Regions from separate parts of the Canis lupus genome. Here region 2 is linked to region 1. Evidence: chromatin contacts called from public Hi-C data. All regions are on one chromosome and are shown on one strand. The core of a region is the stretch at or near the end of the contact, and the rest is flanking DNA. Distances in the headings are between cores, read along the strand shown.

Region 1 (6,728 bases), core at 3,086-5,585:
GCAAGTTACCTGTGTGGAGCCTGATGCAGAACTCGATCCCAGGATCCTGGGGGTCCTGGACCCTGGGATCATGACCTGAGAAGAAGGCAAACGCCCAAACCACTGAGCCACCCAGGTGCCCCTGAACTGTGTATCCTTATCTTCCATGAAATGTTGTGAATTCTCAGAATTTTAGAGACACTTCTATATAAGGGAAAGAAAAGGATCCAAATATGCCAAAATTTTAATTAATATTTGTTGAGTTCTACTCTTCATTTAGCAGAAAGCAGCACATTATTAAAAAAATTTTTTATTGGCATAGATATTAAGGAGTTGACCACAGGGTAACTAAGTGTACCTTTCCCTAAGGAGCATGTCCTTTTGTGAAACAAAGTTACCTGAATAAATTTTTTTTTTTTCTGTACCCAGTGTATTTTCCCCTATAAAACCAAAGGCCTATCTACCCGGGGAAAACATTTATCCTAAAAGATGATTACAGTCACATCGAAGAGTGCAGAAAACCTTGAAAAGAAATCATACTTAAAGATCTTTTGGATGATCTAAAGGGTGATTAATAATACTCTAAAATTGCTTCCACATCCTAGAACATATGGCAAGTAGTATGGATAATTTTTTAAGTTTGGTGTAATAGCTCGAATGGCTCCAGTTAAAAGAAAAATGTGGGCAAGCTGAACAGAAAATCCTTGAGTGAAAGTTTATTTAGCTTCTCTTAAGCCCCTTCCCCAAGATCTTTTATAACAGGAGACTATGTACTTTACTTTGGCTGCCTAGACACCCAGGGGGAGCATTTGGACACGACTGGGTTGATCTGGGATAGAAGGAGGAAAGGCAACCGCCTCATAGCTGAAGTGGTAATGCAGAACACAGCCCTCACAAAGAAAAGGCACACATTCGACTCCTCCAGAGAACCAGGGAACATTGAGTGTTTGGACAATGTGATCAGTGTCCTGATTACTATGTGATGGCAGGATTTATAACTGGGTAATAATTTCCTTGTTTGGCAATATGTGGCATATAAATATGGTATTGCTTTTTGACATACAGCATTTCTGAATGATGCCCTTCTATCAACTGACTGCTCATATAACATTAGCTTTTTTTTTTTTTTTTTCAGAGTAGTAATAAATTGGGCCAACGTAAAGTGAGGGTTGGACTTTCTTCAAGGCTCTGAGAATCTTTGGAGCTGTGTTGTGAGGTTGCAGTTTTCTTCCAGGTCACTGGTAAACTGCTCTGCAGATAAGCTAAGAGCACCTTTAAAGTCATGAAAGAGTTAATGAATTACCTCCTACTGCTTATATTTCTTTCTGGGCAGACCTTAGGTCCTCAGAGGTTCTCCATCATTTCTAGGGTCTGTGGGCCTACAGTATCCATCAAGCCATGCCTTGGCTTGCCCTTTTCAAATTCTAGAAACAAGACCCAATGACATTACATAGGAAGATATCTCATTTTCATCTCTGAATCGATCTTTTGCCTATTAAAAAAAAAGTCTCTTGTTTTTCTAGAAAAGAGTGAGCTGGTTATGGAGCTGGGTGAGGGCTGGGTGGGGGCTAGTTTTCTGCCTCCATGTGTGATGGCAGGGACTCTGGGAACTTAGCCCCCTTCCCCCCAGGGGAGTTTGCAGGGACACACCTTCCAACCTGTTTTCTAAAGGCAGCAGAAGGACACACTAACCAGCAAGTCTCATTCCGGTGCTACTTACAGGTGAAGCTTCCCGGGTACTTCAGTCTGTTTTGTAGTTTGCTGTTTGTTATGCTTCCGTGCCAACTCCATCCTGCTCTCAAGAATTCCTGGAGTCCTCTTCGTCCCTGGGTCTAAACTGAGTTCAGTCACCCTGGGCTTCTGGAGAAACCATTTTTTTTTTTTTTTTTTTTTACCAGCTCCTCCCTTGCCAGATGTATAATCCAGTCCAGGAGGGCTCTTGGGCTCCAGAGAACACCACCTGAGTTTGAATTCTAGTTCTACCACTTTCGAGTGTATGACCATGGCCAATTGCCTCAATCCTGCGGTGCCTCATTTTCCTTATAGGCGAAATGGGGAGAATAGTATAATGTGTTTCGCAGGGTTGTTGTGGATTAAGTGAGTTCACTTACGTAAACTGCTTAGCGTCCCGACACGTTATTACTGACTGCCAGTTCCTCCCCAAGCCTACCTCAGTCTTAGCACTCAAGAAATCCTTTCTAAATGCATACATCTAAACTATTTTCCTTGTTCCCTGATGATTTTTGCTGCTCTGTGCCCTCCCCAGTTTTCCATGTTCTTTTTACCAAGGAGAACCCTTCAGGGAGCTTTCGAGCAAGTCTTTGTCCAACTCTCAATGGGACACACTATCTACTGGCCTCAATCCCTATAAGCAGGGAGCATAAATAATCTAACACACAGCATACATATTCTGGTCATTATTAGGGACCAGCATGATCTGCCTTTCCTCTTTGGAAGTGAGACTGACCCATGCTCCATTTCCCAGTTTCTCCTCAGAAGCTTCTTGCTTTTGACACCCTCCAGAGAGTGCCAGAAATTGTGGTACTGGATGTTCAATGATATCTGTGAGCGGAGGAGAGGCTGTGAAGACCCTGGTGAGAATGGTTTTGGTTCTGTTCCTCCCCAGTAAAAGATTCTTTTCCCCTTGCCTTACTAGCCAGCTAAGATCTCTGTTGAGGCCCCCCACCCCAGGGAGATGGCAAAACTGTGACTCTGGAGTGCAGCGCTAAAGCTAATGCACAGGCAGGTGAGTGAGGTCATGAAGTGCTAAGAGAGGTTGGGCACACCCCATCATTTATTTGGGATTGAATGAGCTCAACCAAGGCAAGGGCTTAACCAACACAAGAAGCTGAGGACCATTGCATCCTTATCCTTACGTGCTAGTCAAGCAGCCAATTACTGTTAATTGTGTTGGCAGTTTGGAACAGCAACCAGGGAACTGATGCAAGACAATTGTGGGATGACCTCTCTGTCCCGTCCTAGTGCCAGCCATTACTCATAGTCAGATGGGGAGCCAGGACGCGCTCGTAAACATTTTTGGGTCAGAGAGAGTCAATAGGCTCCCTCCTCCTCACACACTCACGGTGCCCTGGGTGTCAGTTTTGGTATGGTACATGCGGTCACCTGACGACACAGTTCCGCCGCACAGACAGGCAGACGTCCAGGTGGATGGATCCGGACCGGACTGAGCACATCTTAACACTGGAGCGTTCAGTCCTCTCCCTGTCTCTAGCACCCCCCAGGCTGCCAAAGGCCACCTTGCCATTGCCAGCCCCATCGCCTATCCCTCTTATCCCCCCCCCCAAAGCAATTAAATCAATCTAGTTAATAGAAGCAGTGGGACGAAGTGGAAGGGAAAGCGCGGAGCTAGTGAGGAGGGGCCCTGGGGGATCCGGATGGCAGAGGAAGGAGAGAGAGAGAGAGAGTGTGAGATTCACTGTTGGAAGCGTCACTTTGGTCACCTTCGATGTCTTTGGAGGGTCCCCGTGGGGAGGGAATCATGATGCCAGAACCTGCTTCTTCATTTTGCCTAACAGACGGTTTCGTCCCTGAGCACGACGTGGCCCTGCTGGACGACGCGCAGCTGCTTCGTCGGGTCACGGCAGCGACACGAGCAGGACGCGGCGCCGGGACCGCCGGGACCGCCCCCCGCTGCAGGGTCGCCGGAGGCCGGGCGGAGGGAGACCCCCGGCGGAGCGCATCCCCGCGCGGCCCCGCCCCCGCGCCCCCCACCCCGCGGGCCGTGACGGGGCGCCCGGTGGCCGCGGGGCAGTTGCGCTGCTGGAAGGAATCTTGCTGAAGAACTGCCCTGCCCGGCCACCGGCCTGCTGACGGTTTCCTCGGCGCGGCGGCTGCTCCTGCCTGGGGGGCCTCGAGGGCTAAAGGGGGACGAGGCCGCGGTTTCCGGGGACGGGGCAGTACTTTGGTTCACGGGAGGCCGGGCGACTGCTGAAGGGGGCGGGTGGCCTGGAGCGCCGTGGCCTGCACCTCCCGCGGCCCCCCCCGCCCCCGCCCCCGCCCGCGAGCGCGAGCGCGGCGGCCGTCCCGGAGCGGCGGGCGGGCGGGCGGCGCGCACCGTCCCGTCCCCGGAGGGGGGCGCCCGGGAGCCAGCGCCCGGGCCGCCGTCCCACGCGGGGAGGGCGGGCGGGCGGGCGGGCCGGTGACGTCACGGTTGCCATGGCCGCGGGCAGTGACGCGCGTCGGCACGTGACGCGCCGTTGCCATGGCGCCGGGCCCCGGCGGCGCGGGCGCCCCGCCTCCCGGAGTGACGTGGGCCGGCCCCCCCGCTTTTCCCGCCCCCCGCCCCCTCCCCCCCGCCGGCTCCCCGCGGCCCGGGAGGTTTCACTGCACAACAAGATGGCGGCGGCGGCGGCGAGCGGAGCTGGCGGGGCTGCCGGGGCCGGGGCGGGGGGAGCCGGGCCGGCGGGCCGCCTGCTGCCTCCGCCCGCCCCGGGGCCGCCGGCCGCCCCCGCTGCCGTGCCCCCGGCGGCCGGCCCGCCGCGTCCCCCCGCCCCGGCCTCCCGCGGGCCGGTGCCTGCGCGCATCGGCTACTACGAGATCGACCGCACCATCGGCAAGGGCAACTTCGCGGTGGTCAAGCGGGCCACGCACCTCGTCACCAAGGCCAAGGTAGCGGCGCGGCGGCAGCGCGGCCCGGGGCGGGGGCGGGGGCGGGGGCGCGGGGCCGGGGCCGGGGCCGGGGCGAGCGCGGGGCGCGGGGCGCGGGGCCGGGCGGCCGGGGCCGGGGACCGACGCTGCGGAGCCGGGGCTGCGGGGGGCGGCGGGGGAGCTCTGGGACTCCTGGCGGAGCCGCACCCCGAAGCCGGGGGCCCCGGGAGCCCGCAGTTGGAGCCCCCGGGGGACGGGGGCAGGGGCTAGGAGGTGCGGACCGCGGGGTGGCCGCGGGGGGGCTTCGGAGAGGACCAAGGACGGCCGGGGCATGCCGGGGCGCGGGGCTGCGGGGCTGCGGGGGTGCGCGGTCCTGGCGCCCCGTGACACACGCCGGGCAGCGCTTGGTCGCCCGGGACTGATGGGAGGTCGCGGCGGGGAGCGGGAGCCCGGGGACGGCCCCGAGATCGTTGGAGGAGGCGACGGAGAAAACGGGGAAACGAGGGGGAGGCAGATCGCGTGGCTCCTCCGCGGGAAGGGGCTCAGGGAGCAGAGGCCCAGGGCGCCCGGGGTCGTGACGGCACTAGGGAGTCAGGGGGTAAGCGGTTCGGGAGAGCTGGGTTGCTGCTTTATTTTTAGTTGTTGCAGGGTCTGGAATCGTGGGCTTTCAGAGAGCCCCGGGGTGGGCTCTCGGCGGTGGTGGGGGAAGCCCGGTGGGTGACGGAGGAGGTGTTGGAGGAACCCAGACCCTGGAGGATCAGTACACTCCTTGGGCCCTTTGGTTCTCCAGGGATTTGCGGAGCTGTTACTAGTGAAATGGGCCAAGGTCAGTTAGGAAGGCACATAAGTACACATGTACGGTTTGACATGTAAAATTCCTTTTTTTTTTTTGAGGAAATGTGGGGTAGCCTTCTTCACTGGAAGTATTGGAACCAGAGTCCTCAGGAGGAATCTTTTGGTCTTGAGAGGACCCACAAAGCCCATTTGTACTCCAGATCTCTTGCTTTGCTCAATCTCTCACTTGAATGAATACTTTCAGTGTAGTCATTCATTATATCTAAAACTGCAGTTTGTGTTTTCCTTCAACCTGATGAAGCACCCTTAGAGCTGCTGCTCCTGCTTCCTACCAAAGCCACATCAATTCCTCACCTCCTCAGTCTGGCCCTTATCATCGCCTGCCTTGTTTTTTGCTTTTATGGCAATTGCTTATTTTCAGAAGCCAGTAACTTATCTAGGCCTTCTCTCCTGCTCACTCACAACCTGAAGTTCCTTTTTTCCCTCCTTTCTGTCAGAGCCTACAAGGGGCCCTTTCCACCAGGGTAGCAGGGTAGGTGGCTGTGGAAAATTGATTGGTCAGTTTCACTTCCTCTGGGGGGCCCCCTTCAGCCTTTTTGTCAGTTTTTATGGGAGGGCCTCAAGTCTGCAGGTCTGAGCTGAATGAGATACCAAAGTCCAGGATTCTCTGATGTCACCCTCAGACCCTGAGGGGGACTAGACTGAGCCAAGACTTTGGTGCGTCTCTGCCTGTCCCCCCCCCCCCCCCCCCATGCACACCCAGGTGTTTACAGTTCTATTTACTGTTAGCTAAGCCAAAGTTATGTTTATAAACAATACTAGTTGTTCGAGAGCTTTGTTCCTTGTTTCAGTATTTCCTTTTTTTTTTTTTTTTTTAAACCTCCCCCTCTCTTCTAAGTAATCACATTGAGCTCCTGTGATTATTTTGCTCTGACCTCTGGGGGATGGACTCCATGAACTTAATTGGTTTCCTGGTTTATGGTATCTATGATTTAAAGAACTTTGTGTCTTACAGCCCTTGGATACACCAAAATATTGATAAAAAAAAAAATCTGTGACAGACAGGGTTGTATGTTTTTGTAAATGTAATTGCAAACAGTTGATTCTTGGCTTTATATATAAAAGAGACATTTTTATCTTCAGTAGTCAGCAAAGCCAGTGGCTAATTATGGCTGATCTGCTTGCTTTCTAATTTCCCTATGTGTGTGTGTGTGTTTCTTGGTTTTTCTCCGAGGCCTTGGTGTCCTTTAGGATAGCAGCATTTTAAACATTAGCTTGTTTATACACGGGTGTCACTGTTTATGTTGGTTTTTATCTTTGATCATTTGTGGTGTGCAGTTATGTAA
Region 2 (6,728 bases), core at 2,502-5,001, 160 kb after region 1:
AAAAGTTGATTTTTATTTGTAATATTATTACGAGTTTATGAGTTTTAATATATTTGATGTGTTTCAGTCCCTTGAGTTGTTATCCTTTGGATGTTCAAATTATTCCACTGAGCCAGCAGGAGCCTCTTGAAGTTGACTCCTGTGTCCTTTTGACATGATCCCAGTAATCTTTGATAGCTTCCTTGCTTTTAGGTAATATATTCCAGGCTTACCCTGAACATTTCTTGTATCAGACCTAGAATCAGACATGTCTTCTAGGAGCTGTGGTTCTTTCAAGTGGAAAATAGCATGTAGAGACCAGAAACTGTGCCCTCGGGATGCTTATTACTGTCATTGTTTGGAGGCCTTTTCAGGGCACAGAGGTGGGAAATATGTATTTTTTATATAGAGAGGAAAGTAAAACAGGAGCTTGTCATAACATTCCAATTGAATTTAAGATTTTAGCATTTTAAACTTCTTGAATATTATGTATTTATGTCATATTTCTCTTATGCTGAAAATTGTGGTTCCAAATGACTTTAGTATAATTACGTATTTGATCAAAGAGAATAAGGGCAAAATTGATTCAAAGCAATTCCAGTATTATTACAAATACTGAGGAAACTCGTTCTTTTTGTCCCATTAATGCAGAATACTGTGTCACTTTAAAAAAGTATTCTCTGAATGGTTATGGCCTAGCTTAACTTACAGCTAGGTTCATTTTTTTCCAGTTTGATTTTAGTTTTTAGAAATTACTTTTTCTTCCGTTTGATTCAGTTGTGAATTGTTTGAGTTACTTAAGACATTACATGTTTCCAAGGTTAAAGCTATAAAACAAGGTACGTTCAGGAAAGTCTCGCTTCCACCCCCTTTTTTTATCCCCCTATAAGTAACCATTTTTAGAAAATTTTCACCTAACATTACTTCTTTTAGAAAATCTAAACAAATGTACCCATGTGTACCCGTGTGCACATTAGTATTTTCTCTCCATTCTTGCAAACCAAAGCATGCTGTATTTTCCTACACCTTGCAGAGATTCATAGATAGAAACCCATTGTGAGCCAAGAAATCCTAGTCTACAAGAGAAGACAGACATGTTAAGACATAATTGTAATACAGTTGTTCACTGATATTATAGAAATATGTAGAATAAATGCCATTAGACACAAATTATGAAGCATTTTCTTCTAGGGTAGGTGAGTGGGTTAGGAAAAGCTTCAGATAAATGTTCTTTGAGCTGGTTTTTAAAGAATGAGCTTGATATGAAGCCTGTGGATTATCCTAGGAATCAGGGATAGCGTCTGTATCACAAAATTAGCCAACCCGTGTTTGCTGGTATATGGGTGTAGCATGTAAAACATTTGCACTACATAAGAAGTGTCTGAATAACATTCTTGAAAGGCCTTTTGGAATATATGGGATTCTGTTTCACAGGCTGCCTGGGCTTGATGCTTAGTCCAGAGGTATTTTTTTAAGAAGCTATAAGAAAATAAATCCTCTGTTATACATTAATGTGAAAGGACTTCATATCAGAAGAATAGCCTATTTTTGTTATAAAGATTTAACATAAAATAGTACTTAGTTTACAAACTTTGTTTAGTGGAATAATGAAGAGTAAAGAAATATGTTTTTATAAAAGGTATATAGTCTTTTCTCTGGTTGATATTCCTTGAGTTAACCCGTAAGTATGAAGCATTGATCATACATAGAGCATTCTTTTGTATGTAGTAAGGAGGCATAGGAAACAATGGAAATAGTTCTAGTTTAAAACTTTAAGAACTAAGGCGTATCTTGTGACTATGTTTCACAAAGAAATTGTGTTTCCTCAAGACTTTTAAGGAAAAAATTTAACTTACTTGGGATAGAAGAAAATATGGTGTGCTTTTTGTTTTTGTATCTGCAGGAATACTCAGTACCAAGAAACTCCAAGTCATTCCATATCATGATTGCAATGGTCATTGCACAAACATACATGTGAGAAAATGACATAGGACTGTACTCATGTTGTACCCATGTCAAAGTCTGGGTTTTGATATTATTCTAGAATTATGTAAGATTTGCCCATTGAGGGAGAGCGGATGGAGGGTACATGGGCTCTGTCCGTACTCTCTTTGCAACTTCTTGTGAATTAGTAATTACTTCAAAATATAAAGTTTTTAAAAAGTTATTGCTCTGGTTGTTTTGAGAGTGGATCATAGGCCTCCAAGGACAGAATCGAGGGTATTAGGAGCATTCCGATGAGATATCACAGTGCTCCAGAAGGGAAATAATGGCTGTTGGACTAGTTTGCTGACATGAAGGTGGGTTGGAGATGGGGTGAGGGCTCATTGAATGCTGGGTATGTTTTGAAGATAGAGCTAATAAAATCTGCTGATGGGTTGGATATGGGTGTGGGAGAAAGAGAATGGGGTGACAACAAGGGTTTTGGCCTGGAAGCATGAAGAAAAAAAGATACCGAGGAGAAACAGCAACAAGAAAAGAAGGCTGATGTGAGGTAGTTGGATTCTTGGCAAGGAAAACAAAGTAACGAACCTCCTTCCTCCAGCCCCTCCTTCCTCCAGCAGGGTGGTAGCTTGGGGCCTGCATGGGTTAGGGACAGGATGACACTGAAGTGAGTGCACTCTTGTTAACCTGCTCCCAGGCAGCTGAGTTCTCTTGGCCTCGCCCTGGCTCTTTTGGAAAGAAGCATTTGTTTAATAAACAGGAAGTCGTTTCCATGGGTGTAGAGAGAAGAAATGATAGAAGTGAGTGGCAAAGCACAGAACTGCCAGCTGTGGTTAGCTTGGAATTGGCAGAAGTCTTCTCAGGTAGCCACCTAAGCTTAGCACACAGGCTGCTTCCCCGCCACCCCGTTCTGGACTGGGCTATTTCTTTATCAAAAGAAATGAAAAATTTCTGCCCTGTTGGTTGACCTGCTGTCAGAGCATATTCATTTTCAGCTAGTGTTTTGGATCAGTTGGAGTCATAGACTCAGCAGACAAATGGAGACACTGTCTGTTTATAGTGGAAGAGTGACTTATTTTAAGAAGTGTTGGCTCCCCACCACCATCCCATTAGTGGCGTGCCTCTGACACTCCAGTGAGGCTGGTCGAAGGAAGTTAAGACCGCCTTATGTGTATTTTCGCTCTTTGAAAGGTTCGACTCTAAAATGTACCACAAGATATTTCTTCCTGAGTCAGATTAGGACAAAATTACAAGTAGGGAATTCTGAAGCAAACTTTATATATTTACTTGCTCTTCATACTTTTACACTTTGGAATTCATTCCCTCCATTTCTAAGAATTCTCTTCTCGAGCTATATGCATCCCCCCACCACCACTGTGTCACTAGCTTAGCTTCTTCCTACTTCATGAGGAAGAGCAGTTAAAAAAAGATGAAAGAAGTCCCTTGCAAAGTGATTTATGGCAACTGGAAAGTCAGAAAGTCATCTTCAACTTCTTCCTTTGGATAGAAACTTGACACAGGAGACTTGTATTTTCCCTTTAGCAGAGAGTCACCTCATCCTTGTCTTGTCTGAAATGGTTGGAATGAAGCTGTGATAGAGAGGAACTTAACATTTGCCCCAGAGATAGAGGGACAGCTAAATAGATAAAGAGTGCATCATTGAAGAGAGAAAGGGGTTGGGGCTGGTACAACAGATGAGTAACTGGAGAGGATCTGGGCTCGGAGGCTGGGGCCCAGGACCTGGGATCCTGGCTGCTGTGTGAGAAGTTCAAGACTAAGGGTACAAGGTGGTATGGCCCTCAGGATTTAGGAGAACTAGCTCACTGAGCTGCCTGGAAGAAGCAAGACAATTCCTCAGGGTGCCTTTCCACTGAGGTTTATCCAGACAAGATTTAGAATGTATCTTACTCTGAATTCTGAGTGGTTCTGGAACCAGTTTGTTTCATCTGTCTTCTGAAATTACCCCAGTATTTATTCAAATGCTGTGACTTTTTGTTAGGTCCAGGCCGGGCTACTGCTCTGAGTTTCTTTGCTGGAAGTTAAACATCGCATTTGAGCTTGCAAAGTTTTTGCTGCCTGCCTATGGGGCACACGTGAACATAAAGCAGCCATTTGTCCTCGGGCAGCTGAAAGGCGGTTTCAGCAGGGACTGGAAACCACTGCAGGCTGCTGGCTTCCTGGCACACCCACTAGCCCCCATAGGTTTGCTCTGAAAGCAAACTAACAGGGATGGGAGGTAGCGGCGGCGGCAATCAGATGGGCAGAAATAAAAGCAGAGGCCAAAAAGTCTGAATGACAGGGAGCCATTAAGGTGGTCCTGTACTGTACTTCTCCAAAGCCGAGAAAATGTAAACGTCAAACACAGTAACTAGGAAAAAAGATCTGATGCTAGCAGCCAGCACTTGAAAAAAGTGATTTGTATATCTTTATATTCATAACTATAGGGATACTATAGGTGTCTCTGGGAAAATACTATATAGCTTAAACTCTTACCCAGGATGCTTTCACAAATACCTTTTAATTAGATCCATGTAACAGTGACATTTGATATATATCATAATTACCTTCAAGCACTATTGAATCCTGAAGAACCTTAGGATCTATTAGCTAAATATTTGAATATTCTCTGTTTAGATACTGAGTGGACCTTTTTAAAAATACTTTTTAAATGCCCTTGAAAGTTAAAGTTATATCGTATAGGATAACTCCCAATCATTGTACAAGTTTATTTGCAAATATGCTATCCTTTCTTTGGCCATTGCGTGGAACAGGGTTTCTTTCTGCTTAGCAGTTCAAGAGGTGGGGATATTGGCAGTATAAATGATTTGTCCAAGGACAACCAGTGTGTCATTGTGGAGATAAAACAGGACTAGGCTGCATTCCACTAGCTCCTGGCCCGTGTAACAATTTTGAGAACTTTGCAATCATTTTAGGAAAACAAAGTACTTAGAAAATATAGTTGTTTTTTTTAAATAAAAGAAAATCACTTATTTTGGAAATCACAAAATTAATCATTCTGTTGTATTTAAGAAGCTCTTTGATGTGTTCTGGTAATTAGTATTTACTGCCAGACGAATGTCTCTTGGGCATTTTAATTAATGGGTGGCTTGGCCAAATGAGCTTCTGATGGTAAACCTTCATAAGGGTTTATTTTTATGTTTCTCAAGAATAGCTGTCTCTTCAAAGCCCTTTAATTAGACAAAGTTTAGCAGCTAAAACATATTATTAGAATAATTAGGCCTTGGGTTAAGAGGAATAGGGGGTCAAAGGAGCAGGTACTGTTAGAGAGGATGGAGTCTTAAAATAAAACCTAGCGTTGCGTGTTTGATGGATGTCCACTTCTTTAACAGCTTATATTAAGTGACTCTCCCTAGTTAGGGACTTGGTGGTGTTTAAAGTTCATTTGACAGATCTCACCAGAAGCGTAAATACACCAGAGTGCGTGCTCGTTTATCACTACCTCTAAACTGTAGAAAGTGGTATTCTTGTCCTTTTAACTTCTAAATGAAGACTTCCCATTTTCTCTTTTTTTTTTTTCCTACTACACTGGTCATCTTGGCTGTAATAAAGGATAGCCTTTGAGGGAAATGCTTCAAGAAGCTGGGGTAGAAGCCACTGATAACACCAACAATTACAATAATTCTGTTGAAGGGTCTTTCTTAATAGTTTCAGTGATCTACAAGACGTTATTCTTAAAATTACTGTAGTATTTGATGCTAAAGTTTTATGCTCTTTGTGGTCAGAATGTAGTTTGAATTATTTGAAAATCTGCTGTGTAGATGGATTGTCATTTGGCTCCCCTTCTTTACACCTTACCCCCATTTCTTGTCCTAAGCCCTCAATCTTGGTGGTCAATACTAGTGCACATGTTTTATCTCAGACTTCCTCTTTGTGATGAAGAAAAGATACATGTGACTGGTCCTGTGGGTGCTCGCCATGGTGCCAGAACAGTTGGGTAGGATTATTGAGATGACTATTGATAAACAGTAATATGCTTATTTATATTGTCTGATTTTTCATGTTCCCACTATCTCAGGATGCTTGTGATGGCAAGTGTGTCCTTGTCCCGTCTAGATGAGTTAGGTTAAGGATAGTGCTAATGAGACCATTGGAAGTTTTCAGTAGGGCAAGTTGTATCACCAGTGTTTCTAATCCCATCAGTTGTTATGATCTGGATATGTTATCAATTAGATGAAGAACTCGGGTTTAGGATTCATTGGTTCAGTATAAACCTACTGGCAATGTTAGAAAAAAGTATTTAATTATATTGGTAATTGGTAATTAATGGGATTGGCTCTGGGTCAGTCAGTTCACTTTTTTTTTTCCAGTTCACTTTTAAATATTGAAGATAGCTTGATTTATAGTATCACAAAGTTCATCACATGGAAATCTTTTGCTATAGCTTAGTTAGTCCTATTACCAGTGAAATCATTTCATTGAAAGTGGTAGAGGGCAGCCCCGGTGGCGCAGCGGTTTAGCGCCACCTGCAGCCTGGGGTGTGATCCTGGAGACTCAGGATCGAGTCCCACATCCGGCTTCCTGCATGGAGCCTGCTTCTCCCTCTGCCTGTGTCTCTGCCTCTCTCTTCACTCTCTCTGAATGAATAAATAAGTAAATCTTTAAAAAAGAAAAAAAAAAGAAAGTGGTAGAAACTTCTCTTTGTTTTCTATTGTTATCTACAAAAATAATAACAGTTTAAGAAATATTTGAAAAGCACATAAATGCAGATGGAAAGATAGAGGCATATCCTCTATGCATTCCAAGTGTAATCACCAAACAAATACATTTTTAGATTAAGCTGTAAA

The links. A called contact is a pair of places that touch in the nucleus more often than the background predicts.
Region 2: a contact with region 1 is called in a Hi-C map of skin fibroblasts, with 4 times the contacts expected there. The contact joins the enhancer-like site here to the promoter of SIK3 in region 1. A contact is called at or near these places in 5 of 9 Hi-C or Micro-C datasets (amygdala, blood, liver and 1 more).

Annotation. Positions count from the first base shown.
Region 1 is chr5:16,517,432-16,524,159 of UU_Cfam_GSD_1.0, forward strand. It overlaps SIK3 (serine/threonine-protein kinase SIK3), which reads left to right and starts at 4,336. Exons shown (of 24, transcript XM_038536052.1): 1 at 4,336-4,608. The coding sequence starts at 4,336. It overlaps LOC111095817 (a long non-coding RNA gene), which reads right to left and starts at 3,618. Exons shown (of 4, transcript XR_005359208.1): 1 at 3,441-3,618; 2 at 1,283-1,839.
Region 2 is chr5:16,677,605-16,684,332 of UU_Cfam_GSD_1.0, forward strand. All of the region lies in intron 3 of SIK3 (serine/threonine-protein kinase SIK3), which reads left to right. Among named protein-coding and RNA genes, the nearest start is that of APOA1, 88 kb to the right of the region's middle. Within about 2 kb of position 3,752, at least 2 of the 20 cell types and tissues checked have an H3K27ac peak or open chromatin away from gene starts, as enhancers often do.